Regions from separate parts of the Drosophila melanogaster genome. Here region 1 is linked to region 2. The links are chromatin contacts, called in public Hi-C maps. All regions are on one chromosome and are shown on one strand. The core of a region is the stretch at or near the end of the contact, and the rest is flanking DNA. Distances in the headings are between cores, read along the strand shown.

Region 1 (6,931 bases), core at 2,862-5,361, 150 kb after region 2:
GAAGAATGTAAGAAGAAATGCCCCGACGAGGAGGAAGAGTTGGAAAAGCTAAACAAGGCCATCCAGAAAATGGCCGATCAAATGAATTGCGAAAAGCAGGCGAAAATAGAAGCCATCAAACGAGCGTGTCGAGAAGAAAAAGAAAGGCAAGAGTGCGCCCGATTGGCTGAAGAAGCCCGAAAGAGAGCCGAAGAAGAAAGGAAACGCGAAGAAGAGGAGGCCAGGAGAAGGGCCGAAGAGGAAGCCAAAAAAGGGCCTGAAGAAGATCTTTGCGAATTAAAGAGACAGTGCGCAAAGATGGCCAAGGAAGCGAGAAAGAAGGCGAAGGCAAAGCAGATAAAACTTAGGGGCCTAGCCGCAAAAGCCCGGGCCAAGCAAATGAAAGAGCAGTGTAAGAAAATGGCGGCGATTCAAAAGTGCCGCAAGCAGGCGAAAAAGGATAAGGCCAACAAGGAGAAGGCGGAATGCGAAAAGGCCGCTAAGCTGGAGGCGGACCGACTCAAAGCCTTGCGAGAAGCTGAGCAGGACAGAAAAAAGGCTGAAAGCGCAGAGAAAGCGAAAAAAGCAATGTGCAAGAAAATCAACAAACAGCAAAAACCAAAAGAAGTTGATGTATGCGCTAAATACAAGTTCAAGGAAGCAGCCCAAGTTAAGAAGAATGCTAGCAAATCTGCTCCAGTAGCTAAAACGGATGTCAAAGAGAACATCAAACAGGAGGTAAAGAAGGAGGTGAAGAAGGAGATCGCTAAAACGCCATCTCCGCCTCCTGCCCAACCACCAAAAGCTGCTAATCCATCCCCTCCACCATCTAAAGCCGCACCACCCTCACCACCGAAGCCGAAAGCCAATCCCGAAGGACTTTTTCAGATATGCAAAAAAATAGCCGAAAAGAAGCTTAGACAAAGGAAAAAGAAGATGAAGATCCTCAAGGCCAAATGCAAAAAAATAGCTCTGAAGGAACAGTGCAAGTGTGAGAAGAAAGCAAGAAAGGCCAGGGAACTGAATGAATACTGCAAGAAAAAGAAGAAGTAAATATGGAACGATAGCACCATCATTCCAAGTTCTTAAATCTCCCAATGCTCCGTATAAAACAAGTTCCTCAAGGCTCAACACATTTTTGGCTCCCAGGATTTGGCTATGCCCATGTATCAAACCTTCATTATCTTTTGTGTTTTATTACGATTATAGTCGTACATCAGTTTTAGGCACTATTGCTGGCTTAAAAAAAAACAGAAAAAATTAAATTTGAGCAGTTTAAATCGGAATTGACAATTGTGCGTATTTATACGATTATTAAATTAAACACAGATGCAGTCAAAATAATAAAGACCCAATTCTTTGTATTTACTGTCCGAAAGCTATTTAATTATAAACAGAAGTTAAGCATTTCAAAAACTTTGTATAGGTAGACCTTTTTTATTTTGACTGCACCTGTTTATGCTTTCTATTTGGACGGAAAGCTAATATTTCATAAATGCAAAGCCGATAAAAATTGCGAAAGCTAACCCTCCAGAAACAGAGACAGCCAGAAGAAAATAGTTCGACATCAAAGTTTAAGAATATCATTGTGGGTCTAGCTTAGAGATTCAATCACTGGCTAGCTGGCGGTGCTGTGGCATTATTAAACTGGAAAGTCGGATACCGAGGTGCGAAGGCTCCGTCGCCGATCATCTGCGTATGCTCGGAGTCGTCCCTACCGGCGATCGTTGGTGCCCGGTACTGTGTCTCCACAAACTGCGGTGGCGCTGCAAAATGAAAATAGAATATTTTAATAAATAAAGATATATAACCCTACTAAGAAGCTTTTATAATTTAAAAGAAAATCCACAAAACTCCATAATTTTAATACTCACGTATATTAGGATACAGTGAACCACCACCAGTACTGTCAGCCACGTTCCAGCCTAGAGCACCACCCACGCCATCGCCGCCAGGAGGGCTCGCCGGGCTCACTGGCTGTGTGGGCGCCAGCGATGGATCCTCGGACTGAACCGCCGACGGAGCATCCGTAAATTGAGTAGGTGGCCGTACGCCAGCCAATGGAATAGTGCCCAAGGTGATTGGCACCTTGCCAGTGAGATTGCGGTGCGGACCGCTCACCTCGCACTCCACATGCAGGTCGTAGTCCAAAGCGATAATCCCGCAGTTGAGGAGGTTGGTCGGTGGCAGCGCCGGAATCTCCATTTGTTGCGTAAACGTGCGAGACTCGCCGCCATTGACTGGGCCAACACTTAAGTTGGCTATGATCACCTTGGACTCGCGCTTCTCGCTCCGTGGCTGGTTTGTGTGGAAGGTGACCAGCTTACGCAGTTCAAACTTCACTGCCGTAAGATTTACGTTGCTGGTGTTGTCCACCTCGCAGGTGATGGGCAGCACCTGCCCCGAAACGAATCCTGTTTGCGGGATGTTCGTGATGACAGCCAGCGGTCCTGAGCGACAGCAAAAACAGCAGAATGACTTTTCTAGCTCGAGCTTGAATGGCTCCTTGACTCGAGGATTGAGATTTAGATCAACGGGCGCTATTACTGTGAACGCCATCTTCATGTCCTGATCGAATTTCCACGGACGATCAAGCGTCACCTTGATGGTATAGCGCACATGGCCAAATTCGCCCTCAAAGGATGAGGGTAGATTAGGCGGCAGAGCACAGGTGAATGGATAAGTGTGAGTGCCAGGCGGTAGTTCCGTCTCAGAGCCTGCAAAATCATACATTTAACTTTTAGCATTTTAAAAAGGTCACTTATAGCTTATTATGTTTTCAATTCTTACGCGCAGAGGAAGGGTCTGTCAAGGTATATTATTTAATAAAGCTAAATAAAAACATTAAATTATTGTAGTTTCAAAAGGAGAAGTTATTAATGCTATAAGGTGTATAGTAATTACAAGATTTAGTTATTATTTTATATAGAGCGAGGAAGTGCAATCCCATTTATTCGATTCATATAAGGACAAATTTAATTTTAAACAAAAATCTTCTTGGCCAATTCTTACACCATAGAATACAAAAATTTATGCTTAATAATAGACACTTTCAATAATTAAATCCTCCAATTCTTTTCAGATAAACTAAGGTCTGGCAACCGGGGAGTGAATTCCCGGTCTGTTTTTTGTACTTACTGTTTTTGCCGCCCAGCAGATAGTACTGGATCTTAAAGTACTCCTCATGCCCCTTCAGTTGGGTGACCTCGTTCTCGGTCTTGCCCTCGCTGGTGGTTACGCTCTTCTCCTCTGACCACTCGGTGTTGGCTTCTCCCAGGAACCGAATGATAATACCTACGAGAAACAAGTGGCTGTATTTACGGAATGACAATCGACGACGTCACTGTGGCGCTTTAATTTTAGCTATAAATAATATGAAAAGCTTTCTAAGGCATACTCAACGGATGACATCATCGCTACCAGGCAGCATCTGTCTCCCGTGTTTGGTGACCTCAAAATTTGATTATGGTGGAATGTTTGCCACATAGGTTACATGCCCCCGTCAAATGTACTACATATTTATTTACTTTCTTTTGTATTCATTCACACTTGGAGCTATTTATAGTTGTTATCGCCCAACTGAAAAGAGGAGAAAGTGCATTTCTTTGGAGGGTTTAACAACCGCCAGCTTTCTGAAAACAAGGTCGTTTAGGCACCGAAAGAGCAACCGACATTTGTGGGTGGTGCGCCGGCTTTTTGCGTCAGGATTTTAAGAAGTTAGCAAGGAAACTACCAACGACAGCCAGTGAACATCCTGCACATTGAAGACGAAAGTGCTATGTATATTTATTTACTAAATTTCCAATTAATCATTGACTCTTACACAGGTGTCGTCACTCCTATGAGTAATAGTAAGCAGCTGGGGTTTTAATTAGCATTCTCCAGCGCTGCCCACAATTGGGACTTGGATTCGCACTTACCTCGGACTTTTTTGGGCGAGTCGAACGTAAACTTCACCTGGCCGTTGACCGTCTGACCGGCGTAGTAGGTGTTCCACGGGTTGTCCAATTGCAATTCACAACCTTTAAGGCCCATGTTAGAGATTCTGTGACTCAAGGCACCAATAAGTTAACGACTTTTCGGTCTGTTTTGAAACGCCCTGCGGTCGCCGAATTCAGAGATTAGAGATGGCCGTTGTCGGTATCTAGGGATGAAAAGTCATCTAAGCTCTTGCCGATATTTTAATAAGACCAGTTTTATGTGTAGCTGCCCTGGGTATACAAATTAATGTATTTATCACATTTTTATTTAATTGTTACAATAGTTTCAAAATTTGTAAAGCTATTCATATTTTCAATACAGAAAAGTTTTGTAAGTGCTAGACCGAGGACCGAGAATTAACGTTCCAGCCCTGCTCGTGACTCACGTGAGCACGAGAACGACATCGAAAGATTTTCATCTCTATTACAATACGACAGCAAGAAGAAGAGATCTTGCGAAAATTCGCTTTTCTTCCGATTTTTCATTGATTAAACAAATCGCAGAGTAACAACAACATCGTGGAAAATGTCGCTTTTTCGCAAACCGAAGAAAATTCAGCGACGCGTGTTCTCCAGCAACGCTGACGAAGAGGAGGACGGCGCATCCTTGGATCCGGACGCCGAAATGGAGGCGCCACCGCCTCCCATAATTTCGGGCAAGAGGGAGAAAGAGAAGAGCCGGAAGGCCATAAAGCCGCAGGAGGACAACAGCAAGCCAAAGGCGCTGCTCAGCTTCGCAGATGATGGTGAGTGATACCGGAATATAAAAAGAGTATGGAGCCAAAATCCCCAATTCTTTTGCAGAGGATGACGGCGAGGTGTTCCAGGTGCGAAAGTCGTCGCATAGCAAGAAAGTGATGCGCATGCTGGACAAGGAACGCCGCAAGAAGAAGCGCGAGGAACGGGCGGAAAACAGCGGACATCCCGGGGGCGAAAATGGTAGTACACAGCATTTAGAGTCGTCCGGTGGCCCATCATCGGGTCCCCCGAATTCCAACTCGAATCCTGCCAATGCTGGCAGATATAAAAGTGCCAGCGATCAGAGTAAAAGTAAAAAAAGTGATAATCATATGATCCAAACCGAAATACGCACAGACGACTTTGTGGTAAGGTTATTATTATTCAATTTCTTCTACAATAATACCGTTTAACGAAATTTCAACATCAGAAATTACATTGAATTATCGTAGAACAATTAGCAGCAAAGATTAGGCTGAATGAGTTTAAATGTGTTATTAAATTAGTTGGTTTTTCTGGTCTGAAGTGCCAATTTTAAAATATTAGTAGCTTAGACGTTGATTTGCTTGGCGTTTTAACTGGTCAGTGATGGGAAGTGTCTAGGATCTGCGATCCAACTATCACTCAACATAAAATTTCCAATTATAATGCGATCTTTAAGTACTACTACTGTAACTATGACCACGAATTAGAAAATTTATCACAGAACATTCTAACTCATTCTTTCTTTGATAATAAATTGACGCATACAACTTGACCTTACCAGAAGAAAACTATTTAAATATTATGTAACATTCAAAGATATATTTTTTGAATTACCAAAAATCAAAGCCATTGCTAACGTAGTCACATAAATAGTAATTTTCCCACCATTGATAGTCGCATGTCTTCCCTTCCACAAAAGCAGCATGAATACCAATGCTTCACCCTAATCGAAGTCCTTTAGGAATCCACAATAATATAAAACTTACTTATCTTGTCCCCAGCTAGTGGTAAAGAAATCTGAGACTCCCGAGGCAATTCTGAACGGTAGAGCTGCCCTTTGCGCTGGACGGGAGGATATGAGCGATGAAGAAGACCAGCAATCCGAGGATGGTGGCCATGACAAAACGCGTCACCGTTTCTCCAAGCCAGAACATTTGAAACAGATGCTCGAAAGTGGTTCCATTCCGGATGCAGCAATGATACACGCTGCCCGAAAACGTCGGCAAAGGGCTAGAGAACAGGGTAAGATTCGACACGTTGCCACACTAGCGATGGCTTACTCTTTGTGTTATATTCCAGGTGCAGGCGACTATATACCTATTGAGGAGCCCAAGGAGCCGGCCAAGCTAAGCAACCGTCTGCCCTGCGAAGATGTTGAGGGTGATCAGTCGGATGATGAAGAACGCATGGACATGAACGATATTACGGGACGCAAAGAGCGTGAAGAGCGGCGCGAGCAATTTTATGCTGTCGAAAATGATTGTATGTAGAGGGACCAAGTCCGATTTGTGACCAGAGCCAGGCTAATTACAGGTGAAGTTTTTAGACTATTGTTAACCTTTGCTCACTCCTCTGCAGCCACCGACGGAGATTCAGATCGCGAGATGAACGAGTGGGAAAACCAGCAGATCCGCAAGGGTGTTACGGCAGCCCAGTTGGTCCATTCTCAGCATGAAACAGTGCTCTCCCGTTTTATGATCAAGCCTGCCCCGTCGGGCATCGGAACCGGCATGGACGACGGAGATTCAACAGCGGCACAGTCCACGTCCACTCTGCTGGAGCAGGCCTATGCTAAAAATGCCCTTGAGCGCACCAACTTAGCCGCAGCAGTTCGATCATCCGTCAAAACCAAGAAGGAAAAGGCCAAGGCTACAGCATTGCGAACTCCTCAGGAAATCCTAGCTGCCATTCAATCGCGTCTTAGCGAGCTTAAAGAGCGGTCGGCTGATCACAGCGCTAGTATGGCCAGGATTAGTACAGAACTAAAGGCATTAAAGCTCCAGCAGTTAGAGTGCCAGCAGAATGCACCGACAGCGGCCGCAAAGTACAAGTTTTACCAAGAAATAAAGTGCTATGTGAATGACCTTGTCGATTGCCTCTCGGAAAAAGCGCCAGTAATATACGATCTTGAGAAGCGTGCACTGCAACAGTATGGCAAAAATCAACGTTATTTGGTAAACAGACGGAGGCAGGATGTACGTGATCAGGCCAAAGAAATCGCCGAATCAGCAAGTATGAGAATTTTGTTT
Region 2 (7,711 bases), core at 1,396-3,895:
GGTGCATCTGCTGGGCGTCCAGGTCGGTGACCCCGTTGCCCGGGTAGTGCCCATGATGCATGTCCGCCCCCATGTACGAGTTGGTGAAGTACGAGGTCATGCTCTCGCAGTTGTTTGTACTCATCGTCATCGTGGCAGCTTCCTCAGCGTCTGCTGATCCCGCCCCGAGTCCTGATCCTGGAGTGAACGTGATCGTGACTGTGACTCTGCTTAGTGGCTAGTGACTGTGGTGCTCCTGCCTCCCTGTCCGCGTGCTTTTAGCTACTTTTCTTATATACAAAGTAAACTGGATGATAAGAAAAACACAAATTAGGATAATATTGCAATGGGCATTTAAATAAATCAGCGACATTTTTAGCCGGACTGTCGTGTTGGTTATAAAACGCTGTTATATATGGCTAATTATCGCTGATCGTAATCTTTGTTGAAGCATACTTACCTAAATATACTTTGAACACTTAAGTACAATGTACAGTTGCGTAGCCTAATCTTAGTTAGTGTGTAGTTGTTGTGTGAGGTATAAAATGATTTTCGCTTTGCTGTTCCTCTATTTGCTGTCTTGGCCAAAAATGACGAAATTAACCTGCCCCTCGTCTCTCGATTTGGTAGAAAATCTCGTCTCCTTGGTGTTTTTTGATCCTTAAGTAGCCTTATCCTCTAGTTGGTATTCCTCAATTTTGATTTTGAAACTCTGTAAAGAATTCAAAGCGAGATATGTTGCTATTATTGGTGTGCTCTTCTCAAAGTATTAATGTATAGTGAATTTTGAGTGGGATTTTGGCAGTCTGATTTCACATGTTTCCTAAGATGGGAGCAACATGTGGAGTTCGCTAATAAATTGTTTCTTGTACGCATCGGCGAGTTCTTAAAAATATGCCAAAGATTCGGTACTTTGGGAGTGGGAAGAGTTTGTAGGGTGTGTGATTTCTGTTTCAAGATTACCGATTATCTTTCGGCATATTGATTACCAGTGCTTAATCCGAATTGTTAAGATGAAAGTCCACAAAAATTTAGAATAATAATAATAATCGATTTGTTATGTTGCCATGTTAAACAGAAATTTATGCTCAATATTTAGCCCCCTAAGAACCCTGCAGTCGCCCTTATTTGCAGAAAGTTCACAAAGTCAAGCCAAGATGACATTCTGCAATGTGCCTCCGAAAACTTTTGTAATCCTCAAACCAAGGATCTTCCACTGGCATGCGATTGCCCCCGTTTTCCCCGCGCTTGACAAGCTGACAACATTCATTGAATTTATGAATATGAAATCAATTGTGTTATCCCCTTCTGACCTGACATCCTTCCGGTCAAAGTGATTTAATTTCCTGGCTCATTATCACGAGTCTCTGACCTCATAAATCACAAAATTGCCCGCTCCAGCTTCAGTTGGACGATAATCCAGACAGAAAGAGGGAGACAGAGACACACGTTCCCTGCCAAGCCATGCATATTCACATGTTTATCCCGCTCGCTCCGAGTTGAGTCTGTGGTGATGGTGACAACCCTGCCGAAAATCCACAGCTAACTAACGGTAACTTGCTGTCGGAAATGAAACTTCCCCGACTTGTACAAAGCACGAAGGGCCAAACAATAAAAAAGGGCATAATAAAATAAGCGGAATGGTAAACTTTAAAGTATTTCAACCGTGTACCACCCCCACCCCTCTCGCTTACTCTCTTTGCATTGTGTTCGTCCTGCATTCTCTGCGCTTCCTGGCTCTCCCCTACCCGCCACTTTCCTGGCATTTCCCTTTTGTTAACGAAATAATTTTCTTGCCTCCGTCGCTGCCAAAGCCAAAAGCTTCCCTTTCAATTACACATTTCCCAATGATGGCGATTGAGCGGGAGTCGGAGTCTCGGGATGGGCAAAATGGCGCGAAAGGACAATGGCAGCGGCGGAAGGAAGCGTGCGTTCGTGGTTGTGTGTTGAGTGCTCTCATTGTGAACGTGTGTTTGCTTGTGTGTATGTTCGTCGAGGGCCAAACGGATGCTGGCAAATCGCTGGACTCTGCCCCGATCTCTGCCTATATCAGACATGTGGGTGGATAAGCGGTGGGGCGAGGGGCAGAAACAGTGGCCAGAGCCTTGTGGTAGGCAAAGAAACCCACTCAAGCACAAGCGAGATGATAATAATGTCTGATGTGTGTTTTGTCTGTTCTTCCTGTTTTTGCCGCTGCTGCAGCTGCGGGGGAGTGGGCAGGAGTCACATGCCTGCTCGGTGTATGATTTATGTTCGTCTGATGTGATTTATTCAAGCGAAGAAATTGCTCAAATTTGATTTGGCGTAACTGATTTTGCTACACTTTAATTGAAAGCGTAAAGCTTAAGTTGAAGTTTCCCACAAAGTTCCTATCTTCGAAATTAAACATTTATGAAATGCTCCCCGAAATTGTAACCAGTTTTTCCTAGGTGCAGCAAGATTAACAATGAATAGTGGGAAAAATGTGAATCAAAAAAAGGATCACCTATTTAACTGGACATTTTATGGAATAATTAAAGTCAGCTCCAGCGCCACCTAACGTTAATTCCAAAAACTAACGTTTTTACATGCCAATTGTCAAAGCTTCGTCAGATTTGACAGCCTGAAAGTATGCCACGTACATTATAGGTCTGGCAGCGCCATCTAGCAGAATGTCAGCGAACTGTCAGTACTCAAATAATTTAAGCTGACAGCTGGTACAGTGGATCCCAAGGATAAAACTACATATATGTACATTAAGGTAAGCTAATTGGAATTATTTAGTGATATTACAGGAGTGCACACCGAAAACGTAAGGTACTTGTTTTATACTTATGTAATTTTAAAATAAAAATATGATCGACCACAAATTATTTGTACGTATGTACAAATATTTTCACTATGCTCAAAATTTAACAACAATTTCTTAACAATCAAATAAAAACTTTCCTATTTTGTTGATATATTAAAAAAACACACAATGTTATATTAATATTAATTAATTTATATTAATTAATATATTAATTCATTCAATTTAGTATTAAATCATTGAGTCACTACAAGGTATTTTCAAATGCATTCGTCCCACAGTGCAATGCCATTGCTTGTGCACTCAGGTTGAGCCGAGACAGGAACCATAGTTTTAAGCCCAGCCCACTTAGCCTCGCACACACTCGCAGTGGACAAAACACACACACATGCACAAAGTGCGCATGCCATATGGGCAGTCCCGTTACCAGTTTTAAGCCACACACCTCGACAGCTGATTGCTCAACCGAAATCGGGTCAAAAGTAGATCCGTCGGCAAAACAGAGGACCAGTGGACGGGTTATCCATCACTCACTGTGGAGATTTTACCCAGAATTTGGTTAATGAGCACATCAACACTTTCCCATCCCGCTCATCCACTCCCACGCATGCGCCGTCCCTGTCTAACCAATGTGTCCGGATCCGAGGAAAACACAAATGAAATGAACGAAATGAATGACTTCTTTCTTCGGCCATCAACTTCAGCCTCAGCCATTTTGATTTGCGACTGCCATCGAAATTGAGACAGTTTTGCCGTCGCACAGTTCTATTTAAGGGGATGAATACTCGAAATATTTTCAATGAATGCTTTTATAATAACTCTATGGTAATTAGACAACATTAAAAAAATGCGATCAAAACCTATTGGATTTTTGGTGAAAACACTTTGAAAGATTCGAAAAATATTAAATAAGGATTGAAACGTAAAGTTTTTGCTTTATAATATGCTCTACACTAAACTACAATTTTTAGGTCGTACTAAGCAAAGGACTTTAAATTCAACCCGCCTGGAGCTAAAATCGGCTTCTTTCCATACTTTTTCTGCCATTATTTTTTGTGCATTTCCAGCCGTTAGACGAAGGCGTCGCCCGTCAACTGTCATGTCATGTTCTCGTTCTGGTTGTTCCTGTTGCCACCGCTGCTTGGGTTGCCATTGTTGTCGGCATCATTTGAAGAAGGGCGTCCAAGAGGAAGCGGCAACGGTAAACCTATAGCAGTTAGTGCGTCTCATCTTCAGGTGGCAAAGGGGGAGGTGTTGTGTGCCGGGTGGATGTCTCTCAATTAAGCCAAGTGGAGAGAAGCGTTCTGCTCGGCTGCACCGACCTCTGCCGGCGGCTTGAGTTGCTGTTTTGCATTTTATTTAAATAATAATTGGCTTGACTAAGTTTTCGCAGCGGCAGGAATGTGGAGAGAGGGAAGTTGTTGAGACCTGGAAACTTGGGAGGTGGAACGCATAGCAGTGGCCTTAAGAAGAATACTCGCTCCACTAGGGAGAATCACACAAGAAACACTTTGAGATGAGGAAAATTAATTAGAAGCGCTCTTACAAAAATTACTTTTGAATATATCAAAGACACTATCAAATTTATTAATGGAATTTATTTCATATAGAAACATTTCTTTTTTTTACAAATGACCTTGAAACCAAGCGTACTCAATCCGTGTCTCGCATAGAATATATTTCAATGTAATCACCTGTAGAAGAAGACCGCAAAGCACGTGCTCTTCTTTAAGGGGCCGAAAAATGCCAGAAGAGTTTATTGTCCCATCAACTAAAAGAGCAAATAAAATTTTATTACCACTATAAATTTCAGGCACTTGAAGCAGCGCACCAAAAACAGAGGCAAACGCAAGCCAACAACAACAGAGAAAAAAGCATGAAAAACCCTACAAAAATTTTTCAGAGGCGTATGCCCAAAATTGTTAAGGGGCGTAATTAACAAAAGTGTTGACCATAAATTTTAGTATTCGAGCTACACTTTAAAGTGCTGTAAACCATTGCCTTTTTTGTTTACCTTAAATCTAAAGCTAGAGAGGTAACTTTAGAAGTATTTCAACCCCTCCAATGCGACGCCTCTGTGCTGCAGGCTATGGTCAGGTTCTGGCTCAGCCTGCAGGAGGATAAACCCACGCGATTTGGCGGCGTCGGCCAGACAGAGACGCCAAGACCAAGAAGTCGAGGAAGGAAAGGAAACCGGCGATACGGAAAAAGGAGATTTGGAAAGGGGCACACAGAGCAGGGGCCATCGATGAGGGGGATCCGAGGACGGAGGCCTGCATTTTTCTCACATTTATCTTACTGCGAGTGCTGCGTTTTATTGCGATTGGAAATTGAGCTTGTCAACGCGGCAGCGGGCAACGCTTGGCTAGTCATCGAAACCTGTGGCGGGAGGGGCAGGAGCCCCGGAAGAGCATGCTGGGGTTCTGCGAGAGGGGTACGAACTGAAGGGACAGGTGGTCGAGTTTTTGGGTTCCTGGTTCCCTGAGATAATAATAAAAATGTCAGGCTTTGACGATTCTCCTCGTCTTCGCCATCGGTTCATAAATAATGTGCTGCACTAGAAAAAGTATAATGGAATTAGTTAGCGCTCCATTAGATTAAATACTACATTTTTTAAATAAACTTAAAAATAGGCCAACCATTGAAAATCAAAAAATGTTTTTATATTTCTAATAAGTTCGGAATGAGCTTCAAAATATGTACACATTTAATGTGCGGCATTTGTTACAGTGCCGTGTCAACTCCTTTTCCTGTCAGCATTCGTTTTCCTTTTTTGTTGCATTTAAATTTTGGCCATGATCATGGCCAAGTGGCAGAATAAGGCATTTTCCTGGATATTTAATTGGCGCATATTTAGCATTTACTAATGGACATGAGGCACAGTGTGAAGGCACCTGCCCCAAGTCAGCGGCTCCCGGGGGAAAAAGAAGCGGGAGTGGGTCCAGACAGTAAACACACACAGAAATGGACAATGACAAGAGCTGATAATAAATCTAATTGACACATTTGCAATGGTTGACTCCCCGTCTGCAATACCGCCGAGAGATCGGGCGAGGATCTGGATCCCAGATCCGAGATGCGAGATGCAATTAAAACCGCAACTGCATTGCTAATGATCGTGGCAACTCTCTCTCTCTCTCTCTCTCTCTGTCTCTCTTTCTCTATCCGTCACATTTGCGAATTGTGTAAGAAAAAGCTGAAACAACTTGACAATCTACACGCACACACGAAATACATAAATTGCTGCGATCATATCGAATCATCGATCAATCGGGCGCTGCGGACGACCATCGATGGGCCGTTCCTGCCGTGATAACGCCGCAGGACCTCAACCGCCGCTGTCTGCTGCTGTCCACACTCGGCGCACTGGAGGCACTCGGACCACTTGGCCACTCGAAGCTCGCGGAGATCCGATGCCATTGACATCCATCCATGTTGGACTTCATCTGTTGCCGTTGATTGGCAGGCAAACGGCGGAGAAAAAAGCTAGTGGAAATTGATTGGCAAAATGAAACATGGCCAACACATTGGGCTCATGTTTGCGATGGCAAAAATGCCTTCATTACAACGCGCAATGCGTAAAACGCAGGCCACGCATGCGCATTGCTTTCGGATGCTGGGATCTTCAGATGTTTGGATGCTTGGATGCTCGGATGCTCGGATGCTTGGATGCTTGGATGCTCAGATGTTGACTCCTCACGCAGATCCCGAAGCACGCGATCCTTGGGATCCAATCCACTATCTCCGTTTGTCACCGCAAAGCCCCTCGTTAAGTGCAGTTGTTGGCTTTGAAATATATTGTGCTACAATTGAATTGTTAAGTGCCTGGCCTTCGGACCGGGTTGCGTGTGAAAATTATAATTTCATGACCAGTTTCGGTTCCAGAGCTGCCGTTGCTGACCCCAGCAAACAAGAAATAAATAAATAAATAAATACATTGTATGTAAGGAAAAACACAGAAAAACAGCACAGCAATGTTGTCAACAATTTGCAAAGGTTTTTATGTTGCTGCGGTATCGCAATCAACCACGCGTAGAAACATTTAAGTGGAAGGTAATTAAATTTCGTTTTATGACCACTAGCAGTACAAAAAAAGAAGGGAAATTGGTTGCGCCACGAAAATAAATAATGTTTCAGCGCGGAAAGTGAAATTAGTTGGACCACAGCCAAGGGAAAAAGAGTTGAAAAGGTTACCAAAATTGGTTGTTAGCAAGTCGCAAAATACCGATTTCACTCTCTGATTTCACCTCGATTACTATCAGGGAAAACCCTCAGCAAGAACCTGTCCTGGGATACCCCGCTGGTTTGGGTTCACGAAAGTCAGCGGGTGTCAAAGGTGAAAGTTGCAATGGTTGCATAAGGATTGGCGCATATGATGCAACACACGAAAAGGACCTGGTCAGGTAACCGCCATAAAACGCACAGAATATCCAAACTCCCTACCTTGCGCACAACAAAGAAAATAGAGCAATTAACGTGGCCTACGTGCTCCGCGCTTGGACCAGTCCAAGTCGCAGGCAACTCTGTAATTTGCTTAATTGCCTGTTAGTGTCCAAGATTATCTGGACTTGGTTTTCCGGAGCGAAAATGGGAGCGCGTCGCTCCGAGGGACTTCCCTTCGATCAATTGCGTGGAAATGTCACAAAGTCAACACTTAATTGCACCGCCCTAATTGAGGCCAAAAAGCTTTAAGTAATCAATTACGCAGCAATCTATTAAACGTAGAGTTTATTTGATCAGAGTCATCGACAATCTATTAAAGCAATCTTTTTCTAGACTCTATTACTCCCTAGAACTACTTACTTTGCCGCCTTCAATACATTTAAGCCAACTTTAAAAAAAAGGAGGCTTGTGATATCGCTGTGTTGCGGTCTTAACCTCCTTCGATTATCTGCCGTCGCATTAGCAGTGTCATCTTCATCTGCCGCCATGTGCTCCCGTTTC

The links. Hi-C and Micro-C count contacts between places; a contact is called where the count stands out from the background.
Region 1: a Hi-C map of the Kc167 cell line shows a contact between it and region 2, with 4 times the contacts expected there. The contact joins the promoter of CG1105 here to the enhancer-like site in region 2. A contact is called at or near these places in 9 of 107 Hi-C or Micro-C datasets (the Kc167 cell line, the S2 cell line, cellular blastoderm embryo and 1 more) and 1 of 6 datasets of contacts at active chromatin or transcription factors (the Kc167 cell line).

What each region holds. Positions count from the first base shown.
Region 1 is chr3R:7,063,025-7,069,955 of dm6, forward strand. It overlaps CG1105, which reads right to left and starts at 4,112. Exons shown (of 4, transcript NM_141431.2): 1 at 3,900-4,112; 2 at 3,118-3,273; 3 at 1,854-2,696; 4 at 1,162-1,745. The coding sequence starts at 4,014. The coding sequence ends at 1,591. CG1965 reads left to right here and starts at 4,377. Exons shown (of 9, transcript NM_141432.3): 1 at 4,377-4,705; 2 at 4,764-5,065; 3 at 5,684-5,924; 4 at 5,982-6,164; 5 at 6,261-6,914. The coding sequence starts at 4,486. It overlaps Mst84B (Male-specific transcript 84B), which reads left to right. Exons shown (of 1, transcript NM_176414.3): 1 at 1-1,346. The coding sequence ends at 1,032.
Region 2 is chr3R:6,909,781-6,917,491 of dm6, forward strand. It overlaps Antp (Antennapedia), which reads right to left. Exons shown (of 7, transcript NM_206453.1): 3 at 440-691; 4 at 1-286. The coding sequence starts at 130. It overlaps CG46458, which reads right to left. Exons shown (of 5, transcript NM_001382163.1): 2 at 440-691; 3 at 1-286. Among named protein-coding and RNA genes, the nearest start is that of lncRNA:CR43252, 9.0 kb to the left of the region's middle. Within about 2 kb of position 2,646, at least 36 of the 39 cell types and tissues checked have an H3K27ac peak or open chromatin away from gene starts, as enhancers often do. A contact at or near this core is called in the Kc167 cell line, the S2 cell line, cellular blastoderm embryo and 1 more, where this site is marked.